2 separate regions of the Oryzias latipes genome follow, and region 2 is linked to region 1. A link is a contact called in public Hi-C data. All regions are on one chromosome and are shown on one strand. Each heading gives the region's core, a stretch centred on a gene start, on an enhancer-like site or on the middle of the called end of the contact. The rest is flanking DNA. Distances are from core to core; before and after follow the strand shown.

Region 1 (5,922 bases), core at 2,399-4,898:
AAAAAGGGAACTTAAATTGTCATGACTGTTGATCGGGGAAGGGGGGGGGGGGGGTGCAGGAAACAGGCTTGTGACAAACCCAGAAAGAAATAATGATTTGTATATACCATGAACCAAAGCTCATAATAGGGTAAAGAAAAGATGTAGACCTAATCTGAGAAAATCAATCCTGTGAATACTTGATTAACAAGTGAAACAGCTGGGAGGAGAAACATTTAAACATGAAACATAGATTAGGACCTAAATTAGGGGTGCAACGATGAATCAATAAATTGACAACAGTGATAGTCCTACAATCCAACCAGGTCGATCTGTCTGAGGCAAATTATTAATGGAATTGAATTGAATCAACTTATAACTTTAGAAAATCATTTAAAAATGAGATAAATTGATAATTGATCTTGGAAAGTACCATTTGGATTGTGAGATACCAGGTTTATTTTACTATAAACTATTAACGACCACGTGCCATCACAGCAGACAACACATATGAATATTTTTTTGTTTTTGCAAACGTTTTGTGTGTTTGTTTCAGGTAACAAGCAGCTAACTGGCCTGTGTGAAGATTCCAACCATTTTTGTTTAAATCACTGGCAAACTGCCTGTGTGAATCAGTGAAAGCTGATTCGCCGTGGTGACCCCTACAGGGAAATGTTGAAAAGTGAACAACATGGTAATAAACCAGCATTTGAAATTTACAAAAACAAAACTAATAACAAAAAAAAAAAAAAGAGTACAATTACATTTGACGGATTTGGCCTTCATTTAGGCGGTTTGACTGAATTAAAAACAAAAAACAGTATCAAAACAAAGCAGAGTTATTAATTCCAGAAACATCACTGGAAATGTATTAATGCATGCAAATATGACTTTTCCTTAATAACATTCGGTTCAATGCTTATGTAGGCAAAAAGAAAAAGTAAATGTCTTTAAAGAATTTACAAGTTAGCGCTTGCATCGCCTTCAGCTACTTTTTCTGTAAAAAGGCCAAAACAAGAAAAAATGTTGACATTTCTCACTCTTTTACAATTTTTATATTTGATATATTTGACTGTGGGGATAAAGGCTTCAGGATTGTCAGGTGAACGGCCTGATCTGTTTAACTTTAAAGTCAGGCCAATTCAAGTTTAAAAAACAATAAAATGATAATATAGAATTGGCTCAATTTTTACAACATATTCTCTAGATCTTGAGGATTTTGCCAGATAAAAGATAACTTTTAGTTCCAAAAAGGTAAAAAAAAAAAAAATCTTATGTTACTGCAAAATCATATACTGAGAAAATCCATACAGTTGTTATTAGGTATGTGGACAGTTGTTATTAGGTATGTGGTCCAGCAACAAAGGTTCAAGCTTTGCAACCATGATGACACTTATAGTCTGTTGTCTTAATTCCCTGACAGCAACAGGCTAAAGTGACTGGCCTGAGTGTCTCTGCTAGTTAGATGAATGGTCTGGTGATGCGTCAAATAAACTCCAGGAGATAAGGAATGGCTGAATGCAGGTGTGTCTAGTCCTGCCCTCAGGATGGGGGCGCCGCCCTGGAACAGAGCACAACACACACACACTTCTCCCAGTAACCCGCATTGTTGGCAAGGCAATTGTGAAACTATTTTAACAGATATGAAGCGCAGAACTCTGCTGGAAGCCACCCTTTTGTTTCAACAGGAAATGGGCAACGTATCAAAGTGAGATTATTTTTGTTTAGTTTTTAAGTCATATGCCAGAAGCCAACCAAATTTTCCCATCAGGTTTGAAAGTATCTGCTAAGGGTTTGTGGCTCCGACTATTTTTTTTTTTACTTCAGTTTAGATGCCCTTTCAGATTTCCATCAGGAGCTGTAATGAATCAAAACTTAGGACCACAATTTTTTCGATCCGAACTCAACCATATATCTTTGGATTTGTTAATACCAGCAGGGACATTTTATGGCAGGAAGTTAAACCCTGAAAGAAGCAAAAAAAAAAAAAAAAAAAATCTGTTTTTTAAACAATAAGGCCCTCAAACAATAGACTTTTTTTTTTTTAATTAGGCAAGCGCTATGAATCATTTGTTTTACACATCAGGATTATGTGGGGTGAAGGGAAAGGTATTGGTTTTGCTTCTAACAACTTGGTCACAATTTTTCTATCAACATCTGCGCCATACAATAAGCTCAAGTTCATTAGATGGGAGTCAAACAGTAAGAAATGCTCTCCTCCTGCTGTTTTTGAAATAATTAACTGTTAAACCTGCGGTACATAACTTCTACTAACTGAATGAAGCCTTCCAAAGGGCTCTGTGGCTCTAAATTAGAGTAAATAAAATGATTAGGAAATGGATCAGCAGAATTAAAATTATTGTCTGTAGATCTGGAGGGTCTGTGTCATGTCCAATTGAATTTCTCAGTCATCCACATCCGCCTGAAACGAACAATGAAACCAGAAATGAGGTATAAGGTTCTATTGTTCAATTTATGCAAATGTGTTTGATCTTATTAAGCAAAAAGATTTAATGTTTGATTATTTTATCTGATGCATGTAAACCAGGTATGAGGATTGAAGCAGTTTAGATGGTCTTTTAGTGATATTTTGGTGATGTTTGTAGTCGTTCTGTAAGTCACTTCAGGGTTTGTTTGTTTTTTTAAATCATCCACAGCTGCTTTTATTTCTGTTCATTGTCCTCAGACTATATCAGCGTCAGTTTGTCGTGCTCATCTGCTTTATCCCTTTTTTGTTGTCTCACAAAGACAAGTCTGCTGCATTTTGGGCCCTAACACACCATTTGTTCATCACTGCAGGTTTTTGTTAGATAGGCTACTTTAAAGAAGAGTTAGCAACACAAGAAGCAAGTAGTAGTAAATGCTAAAATGTTGTGTGAGCCATAAAGATGAACGGAAAACATGAAGTTTACTGAAACTTGATGAAAAAAGCAAATAAATAAATAAATAAATTTTAAAAAAAAAACGCTTTATTGCATGTTTTTTATGGCTATTTTCTTTTTTTTTCCAATCGTGAGAATTGGTACTCTCAGGTTTAGTGTTTGTTGGGCTGCAAGGGCCCTGCGACAGACTGGTGACCTGTGTAGCAGTGGCTGGGTTAGGCTCCTGAGCCCCATGACCCCGAAACCGATAAAACGGATCCAGAAAATGGATGAATAGCTGCAAGCTGAGCCCTGGTTTGAACAAGGTTGAGCAAGGTTTGAACCCTGGCTGGGTTTCTAGACGCGTGCATGGCTTTTCTCCGGGCACTTCAGCTTCCTCTCAGTTTGCAAACATGCTTCACAGGTTAACGGGTGTCTCTAATTTTCTCCTAGGTGTGCATGTGTGTGTTAGTGTGTGTCCCTGCAACAGGCTTACTCTGCACCAACAATCCCGCCCACAACTCGGAGGCGAATTTCTAATACACTACTGCTGCTCTGCAGAAACTATGTCCTGGAAAACAACACAGGTTTTTGGCTGAAAGAGCATAATTATAATAAAAAGAAGACTGGGAATGATTTTACAGTAGATCCAAAGACAAGAGGGGGTCTTTGAATCACAAACTAATGTGATAGCAGGGTTTCACAGCAGAAATACTTCAACTTTTTAGTGCAAAAATAAAAGCAACTGATTGTTTTTCCTGCAGCAAACAAAGAAAAATAACTTTTACTAAAGCTAATTATACATGCATTCTATTCATAAACAATTAGTTTAAAAAAAACTATACTGTGAGGCGATAAGAAAAGCGTAAAACAATCAACTCCTTTCAGAATGTTGTAATTGTTTTAAGCAAATCACATAGATTCGAGTATAATAGCTCCTAATCTAAGCTTGCTTAGGTTGGTGCTTGTCTGTTTCAGGTTAAGGTGTAATTATTTGACAGAAGAGTTCAGCCCAACTACTCTAACGCTGGGAGGAAGCACAATCACTGCAGCCTCTGGCTTCCTGTGGAGCAGCAGCAGCAGCTGCAACAGCAGCAGCAGCAGCAGAGTCAAGTACATGGGTGTCGGGGAGGAGGCAGGCCTGCACCCAGAAGATATGCAACCGACAGTTTACGCTTGATAAAAGTTAATCATCTGAACTTAGCTTGCAGGACAAACGTGAGTAAACAGGGAGGTTTGTGGGGAGCTGCGTGCAGAGTTTGAACTCCTCCAACAACATCTGGTCTGCTGGAGGACGGGACGATCCGGAGGCGGGGAGAAGGCGCTCTTTGCTGGAGAAAATGCTCTGGAACTGGAGTTTCTGTCACCTGCATGAGCCGAAGAAAGACTCGGAGTGAAGAAGGGATTGTTGTGAGGAGAAGAGTGGAGGACTTCAGCTCCACCTGAGGAGATAAAGGATGAATTAGTCCAAACTTGGCTCCGAGTTGCAGCCAGAGAGGCGGTAAGAGACTGATTTTCTTTAACTTGATAGTTTCTGATATTTTTATAGTAAAAGTCAAGAAGGGAGTCAAACGGAGTTAATCCTGAACACGCAGAGACTCGTAAAGGAACGCCGTCACGTATAAAGGTCAGATGAATGTGAAGCTGCTGTGATGAGAGTTTCGTAGACAATTACTCGGATTTTAATTCGTCTAAAGCTGAAAAACTGAGCTTTCGGCAGCTTTTTTTTTATTTCCCCAAACTTTTTAAAAGTGGTAACTTCCTCCGTCTAAAGTGTTCCGTTTTTTTTAACACCTCTTGTGTTTTAACTTCGGTAAAAAAAAAGTAATATCCAGCCTTTTCTCTGGACTTCGCTGTCAAAACGGATAAAGGGTGAAACGCGCGCGGCCGCGGGAGCGCGCAAACAGCTGTCCAGCTGAGCTGCTCTGGCAGCGTCGTGACGCAGGTTTGCGAGCTTACCTAAGCGTGCCCAACCGTTTTAGAGGCGTGGGACGCAGTGTAGGGGGTACAAACCTGACACCAGACAGGAGTTGAACCGTTGTCTGCCTCTTTGGTTTGCAGAGTTGATCAAAAGTCCAATTACGTAATAATTAATTAGGCTCACCTCTGTAATTATGCCGTGTTAAACCAATTTAAATAAATACATTAAAAAACTCAATCTAAATCTGGCAGACTTTTAAATTCACACTTTTTGATCATCATTTACGTGCAAAGTAATTCAGATTTTAGATAGAAAGATAAATGTCAACAGAATTCAAAAATACAAAGTCAAATAATTCTCAGTTACCTGAACAATAAAGTGTTTAACATAAGGAATATAGACACATTTTCAGAAATCCTACTTACTTTAAACAAATATTTTTAAGAAGTCTGATGAAATTGGACTGTAACTGCAGTAATTGCTCCTCATAAAGGCTTTTTTTCCAGATTCAATGTGCCCAAATCAACAAAGACAATGGCAAATGTTTGATGTGGTCCATGAATGAATTTCTTTTTTATTTCAGGCTGATTTAACTCCTCAGAAAAGCCAGGCCACAAGCCATGGATGAAGACAGTAGGTCCACTCCCGTCTCTCCAGGGCCAGCTGAGGATGAAAACGCCGGTCTGGAGGCTTCAAACTCACACAAAGACTCAAATTCAAAGAGAGAGGATGGCTCCCTGGACCCCAAACCCTCTGGAAGTGAGGGTAAGGTCTGAGGCTTTCTTCTGTTTTCTGCCCTTTCAGAAAGAAATGCATAGTCTAAATATTTTCATACTAAAATCATTAATAATCAAAAAGAAAACATGTTGCAACACAATTTTTTTAGCTATTGGTTAAAATATAGCCAATAATTACATCTTCTTAACTTACACCCTGCTACATTTCTAATTATCCATAGATTACTGTGAAAACTCACAACTTTGAGGTGGATTTTGGCTTGCAAAGTTCTCCAAAACATTAGAATCCATTATTATTCATTTGAGTGGGCGGAGCTTCTTTAACCATTCATCCCAGAAGGTGACTCATGCAAACTACTAGAAAAACGTAATGAAATGTTATTACATGAGGCAGGGCTAATCTTTTTTTCCGTTTTTTTTTTCC
Region 2 (5,578 bases), core at 377-2,876, 43 kb after region 1:
CCAACACTGCCCCCTGTTGTTCCTTCACAGACATTCTCTTCAGTTCTGCGGGGTGGATACAGTGTTCTGTGTTTCATCTAAAGGGGCGTTTTTTACTTAAAACATTATGCTTTTAGAATTTAAAATGTTTAATTTACATAAAAAAAATTTTCTTATGGAGAACATTTAGTTTGATTCCTTTATGTTTTCTGTCTCAGTTTTATAAGAAATAATTCACTATAAATCAAAAACGTAATCATGCAATTAGAGTTTTTTAATCTAAAAATCTATTTATTCAATTAAGTCAGCAGTTTTTAATTATTTTTTTTGTTCAATTTACAATTTAACATCATTGCGCCATAAACTAATTTCAAAGTTGAAAATTTCTAAGTTTGCAATATTTGATCACAAACATATTTAAAAAGCACAAACATGTCTAATCTGTGATCTGTCGGTTTATGAAAATGAGTAATTTTTTGGCGTTTATGGTCACCTCTAAACCTGCACAGGGAGTAGAGAACCCACAGCAATGCAAAAACCAAGAAACTGAATAAATCTTCAAAAAAATGGGAAAACGGGTTGTGTTCTATTTTACCCGAACCCCCGGTGGTGAGGAGGATGAGGAGCCAGAGGTGAGGAGGAAGGAACAGCAGAAGGCCTGCTCCATTATTCTAATCCTTGGTTGTGTCTGGGTGACCTTTGGAGGGATGATTGTTTCTCATTTAGGACTGTGAGCTGTGATCTTCCCACCCGTTTGATCCCACTCACCTGACCTTTGTAAATTGGCTGTTAAGCATATCACAACTCGACCCCCGTGCCTCACACATGGCCTGTTAATGCACACAACCAGAGCTCCGGCACCCTGATAACTATTTAGACACTCACAGATATGCAGGCAGTACACATCCACACATCTCCTGCATGCAGCTGTTGATTGATTACTATTATTAGACATTATTTTGGGGGACGTCGATGTTTGTTTTTCGTTGTAAAACTAGTCTTAGCTCTCAGTGCGTTTACAGTGTGGCTAAGGTTCTAATTTAAATTACATATTTAACACAATGATTTATATGCGTCATAAAATTAAGGCAAAGATTTTTTTTGAAGAAAAGGGGAAAAAAACATTAAAATTGTCCATTCTGCCTATCACCTTTTCTTGGCTTGGTTAATGAGTAGCTGAGCTGAATGGCAGTGAGGTGATTTTTCCATCAGGCTGATGAAAGGAGAATTAAAGTCCACAGCTTGGGGTCTGCAGCACCATTACAGAAGGAAGAGGGTCTGAATTCATTTGGCCGGGCCACGATTCTAATTAACAACTCAATTCCACACAGAGAGGGAGACGGAACGAAGCAGCGGAGGGAGGGAAAGCCAGCTCCTGTATTGTGTGGAAGCATCTCCTGTATTTCAGGGAAATGTCAGAGAAACAGGTTCAGCTTTAATTTACATTTTCACCACCACCAGCTGTTTTACTTCTTTTCACAAGCTCCATTCCGGCCGTATCGGTTTGCCTCTGATTTTTCTAAATATTCACAAATGCCCTGTATTTACAGAAGCTCCTACCTTCTCCTGGTCGTCCGCCTCTGCAGGAACTTATCCCACATTGTGTTGTCCGCTCCACAGACTGCTGTGCTTCCTGGGGTTTCCTAAAGCTGTGGGTTTATGGGGGACATTTCCCTGGATTAAAAGGATGATTTCATTAGCCTCCATGGGTGTCAGGTTTCATTCTGGGGATTAAATCCTGCAGATTAGAAGCCATGGCTATTCTACAGCATCTCATTAATATTTAATAGCACCAGAAATGTAATTTAACAATCCTGTCTTTGTGATTACTAAGCAAATATATGCCTTGCTCTTTAAGAGCATAAATTGGGCTTTGAACACAGTTTCTGCTCAGGATTGGGCCTCATTTCCAAGTAGGTTTGTAGTCTTCCTCACTTCCTTCAAAACTCAGGAAGGTCAAACCACATCTGGCAACTTTTTCCCGCCATAAGAATTTTTTTTTAGATTTTCACCTTTTAAATGGCCTAAAAAAATTTGAAACCATTACTGACGGTTAGTCAGTGCACCCAACTTTCAGTCCCTCCTGGGGGATTTTAAGATCTGGCTCCAGCTGCAACAGCAAGTATGCTTTCTTCTCCTTTTCACTCCTCGCAGACATGAGAGTGGAGCCCCATCAGCTTGGACGGACTCAGGCCGGTCCCTGCAGAGCGTCTGCACGCCTCCTTCCAGTCAGAACGCCGCTCAGCAGCCTCCCCGAAGTATGAAGTATGGACAGAGGAGAACAAGGTGGGCACAAGGGGAGCCGACCGACTTAATGAGCCAATTTCTCAGATAATAAGATTGGTGGATATGCTAATATTTCTACCTTAAGGAGATAATTATGATGTAAAAGATAGAATATTTTATCTTAAAGCGACAGTGTGTGGGTCCCACAACTATCTGCAGTCTTTCCCTCTCTCTCATGGACAGCATGGGGGTGTGGGAGGGGTGGGGGCAGCTTGAGAATAGTTTTCTGTGTTTGAGCTTTGGGACAGTAGAAAAACAATGCCAAAGAAGGCCTTGATGCGTGCGGTTGTGTCGCATGTTTTTGGGCTGAGCCTTTGATCATGCCGAGCATTTGACACAAGGAGGAGAGGCAGGGGATTTTCTGCCTTCATAAATATTTATCTCATTACCGGGGGGCGAAAAATCACAGAAGAAAGCATAAAGAGATATCAATTGATCTTCATTGTTAATTGACCCAAAAGTATACTCCTAAATGTGAACAACAAAAACATTGTTCGTCCTTACACTCTCTGTGTACCCCAACAACATGCCCCTCACAAACCCTCACCACATTTCTGTTATGACTTTTTTTTTCCTAATTATTCTCAAACTCCCTATTGCTGCTAATTTTGTTTTTGTGTTGAACTTCCCTATCAACACAATTCCCCAAATAAATCTGCCCTGCCACCTGATGTGGAGAACTTGATAAAATGAGTTCCTGAAAGGCAGGATAATGGCTGCAGTTCATGGCGTGACCCAAATAGCCATAGGGGAATGGTTTAATACATGGGGAGGGGGGGGGTTGGGATTGAGCAGTCTACCTCACCCGCCCCATCTCCTTATGCTTCTTCACTCGCTCTCTGCCCTCTGTTTTACCATTTTAATTACTCCATAACGAGCTCAGTGGTGTAATTAAGAGCTCAGCTAGACCAGAAAAAAGTCAACCATTAGACCTGACCAGCTGATGCGATTCAGAGCAGCTGCAGCACACGGGAAGGAGCCGGAGTGAAGCCATCTCTGCTTTTCTTTCCTGAAAACTTCACTTTTCTGTGTGCAGCACACCAAAAATATTTTGATTAAAAAGAAAAGGTTTTTTTTTTTTTTTTTTTACATCAGGTTTCAACCAGCCTCAGGTGACATAAACTGACTTGACAACGTGCATGTGCGCACAAATACGCATGTCTGTTTTTGAGCTAAGAAAAGCGCCCCACAGTGACAGGTATCCCCTGGTGTTTTTGCTTCACAGAATCGCTTTATTTTCTTTGTTCTTAGGAAAAAAAAAGTGCAAAGTGACAGTGACAGCACAGTGGCCCACAGAACACACACAAACACACACAGAGTCACACATACAAGTCTGATGGAAGTGAGCTGCGCCTTCACCTGCTTCACCGCCTTTTTTTTTTTTTTTTTACCCACCCGTCTCCCCCTCCTCTGCCTTCTAATAGAATTCATGTACCTGTAAAGACACTTGCATCCTATTATATGCAATAAACTGCTTGCTTCATCCATGGCAGCAGCCTGTGAGTGGCACAATCTGCCAAACACACAATTTCCAAATCAAATTTATTTAGTTAGACCTCCATTCAAACCCACTCATGTAAGCTATCGTGTTACAGTGTGATCTGAATAACTACAGGCGGGAATCTAATTCATTTCATATTCACAGCGCTGCAGCACACGGCCCTCTTACAGGCTCGTATCAGTAAATTGTCAATTGTAGATGCTCTGCCACGCCACATTACAATGCAAACAAGGTTAGTTTTCAAACACCTGATTTGAATAAGCTCAACAAGGAAACATATCAGTCTGTGCCGCTTCACTGCTCTTTGTATTGCTTCCAGGAGGAGCGAGGGAGGGGCACGGGCAGGGGAGGTGCAGGGACACCTCTGCAGGCTGGGTGATGCCAGGCCGATAGCACTGGAGGAATGGCAGTTAATTTGAATATGGCACCTCAAGCCACAATGATTATTATCATCACCAAATCAGGGAAATAAATGAGAAGAGGGGCTCCAAAAATAGCGCTCAGGATCCTTTGTGCGTAGCAGGTAGGCCCAGTGGGGGGGGGAGGGGAGGGGGGGGGGGGGGGGGGGGGAGGGAAAGGGTTCGCTAGCTCATTATCCAGGGCTGGGCAGAGGGAATGGAGGGATCGAGACAGAAATTGCATTAATGTGACCACGGACCCTCTTTTCATAAGCATCCTCACACACACACTTCTCTTTCTTCTCATTGTCGTGCACTCTCACTATATGGCCTGTTTAATTTGAGTGCCAGCGGGAGGTAATTTAGGTGCACTGCTGTCACCTGCAATGAGGCCAGAGATATGGGTGGGAATGGTGAGAAGATTGAAACTAGTGATGCTTGAGACCTTTCCTCCCACTCTCCTCTCCACTCTGATGTCTGTCATCTTGTCACCTCCATCTTACTATATTTCTTCATGAGCACTAATGCGCACCACTCTTTCAATCTGTCTTCCCTCACGTCTGCATCTCTTTCATGTCTCCCTTATCCAGAAGCCCTCAGCGCTGCCTTCTTTAGCCCACACGTAATCTGCGCTTCACCTCATCCCCACTTCCAGCCCTGTGTCCACTCTCTCCCGCTCTACCACACTCATCTCTTTCCGAGAGAGAAGAGGAGATGTCTTTGGTGAGTCATCCCGCCAGTCGTTTGATTCATGCTGCTCCGGGCTCTCATCTCCCCAGAGAAATTACCAGTCATTTTAATCGGACCCATGTCTCTAATTCATTACCCAACCCCACACTGACACACGCGTGCAAATACACACTGAAAAACTCAGTCTTGATAGCTACCTTCACAGTCACCTTCGTCTTTGGTGTCAAACGGCATTTAGCATCCCTGCCTGTCACTCATATTCCGAGGAGAGTGGAGAGAAGGGGATGGGGCAAATGGGGCTGGGAGGACGAAAGGTTTGCCAGCAACTCTGTCTTCTGTCCCCCCTCCACACCGGAATAACTCTCCACTTTGTCATTTCTTCCATGACATCTGTTCTTGTTAGTCTTACTTCGATGGATCCTTCTGTAAATACCCCAAATCCTCAACATTAGATTGGACAAAACCATTTTCGGTTGTTTTTACCCTTTTTTCTATTATGCATAATTTACATCTACTTCAATTTGCAAAATAAAAATCTCTAAAGCATAAATAGTTCAAAATAAGAATCAAAAAGCCATTTGAGCATTGTAGTCATATCATATGAATATGACAATTAATAATTAAGTTGTTTAACCAGACCTGGGTTTTTATTTTATTGCTTTTATTTTACTGATTTCTTTTTTATTACCCAGCATTTTCGTACTATGACATAGAAATCTATTTA

The links. A called contact is a pair of places that touch in the nucleus more often than the background predicts.
Region 2: a contact with region 1 is called in a Hi-C map of embryo, with 2.3 times the contacts expected there. The contact joins the enhancer-like site here to the promoter of LOC101168779 in region 1. A contact is called at or near these places in 5 of 5 Hi-C or Micro-C datasets (embryo, fibroblasts and gastrula embryo).

Annotation. Positions count from the first base shown.
Region 1 is chr5:28,384,956-28,390,877 of ASM223467v1, forward strand. LOC101168779 (myoD family inhibitor domain-containing protein) reads left to right here and starts at 3,649. Exons shown (of 5, transcript XM_004069268.4): 1 at 3,649-4,341; 2 at 5,345-5,526. The coding sequence starts at 5,382.
Region 2 is chr5:28,429,490-28,435,067 of ASM223467v1, forward strand. No RefSeq gene overlaps it. Among protein-coding and RNA genes, the nearest start is that of LOC101168779, 44 kb to the left of the region's middle. Within about 2 kb of position 1,627, at least 2 of the 8 cell types and tissues checked have an H3K27ac peak or open chromatin away from gene starts, as enhancers often do. A contact at or near this core is called in embryo and gastrula embryo, where this site is marked.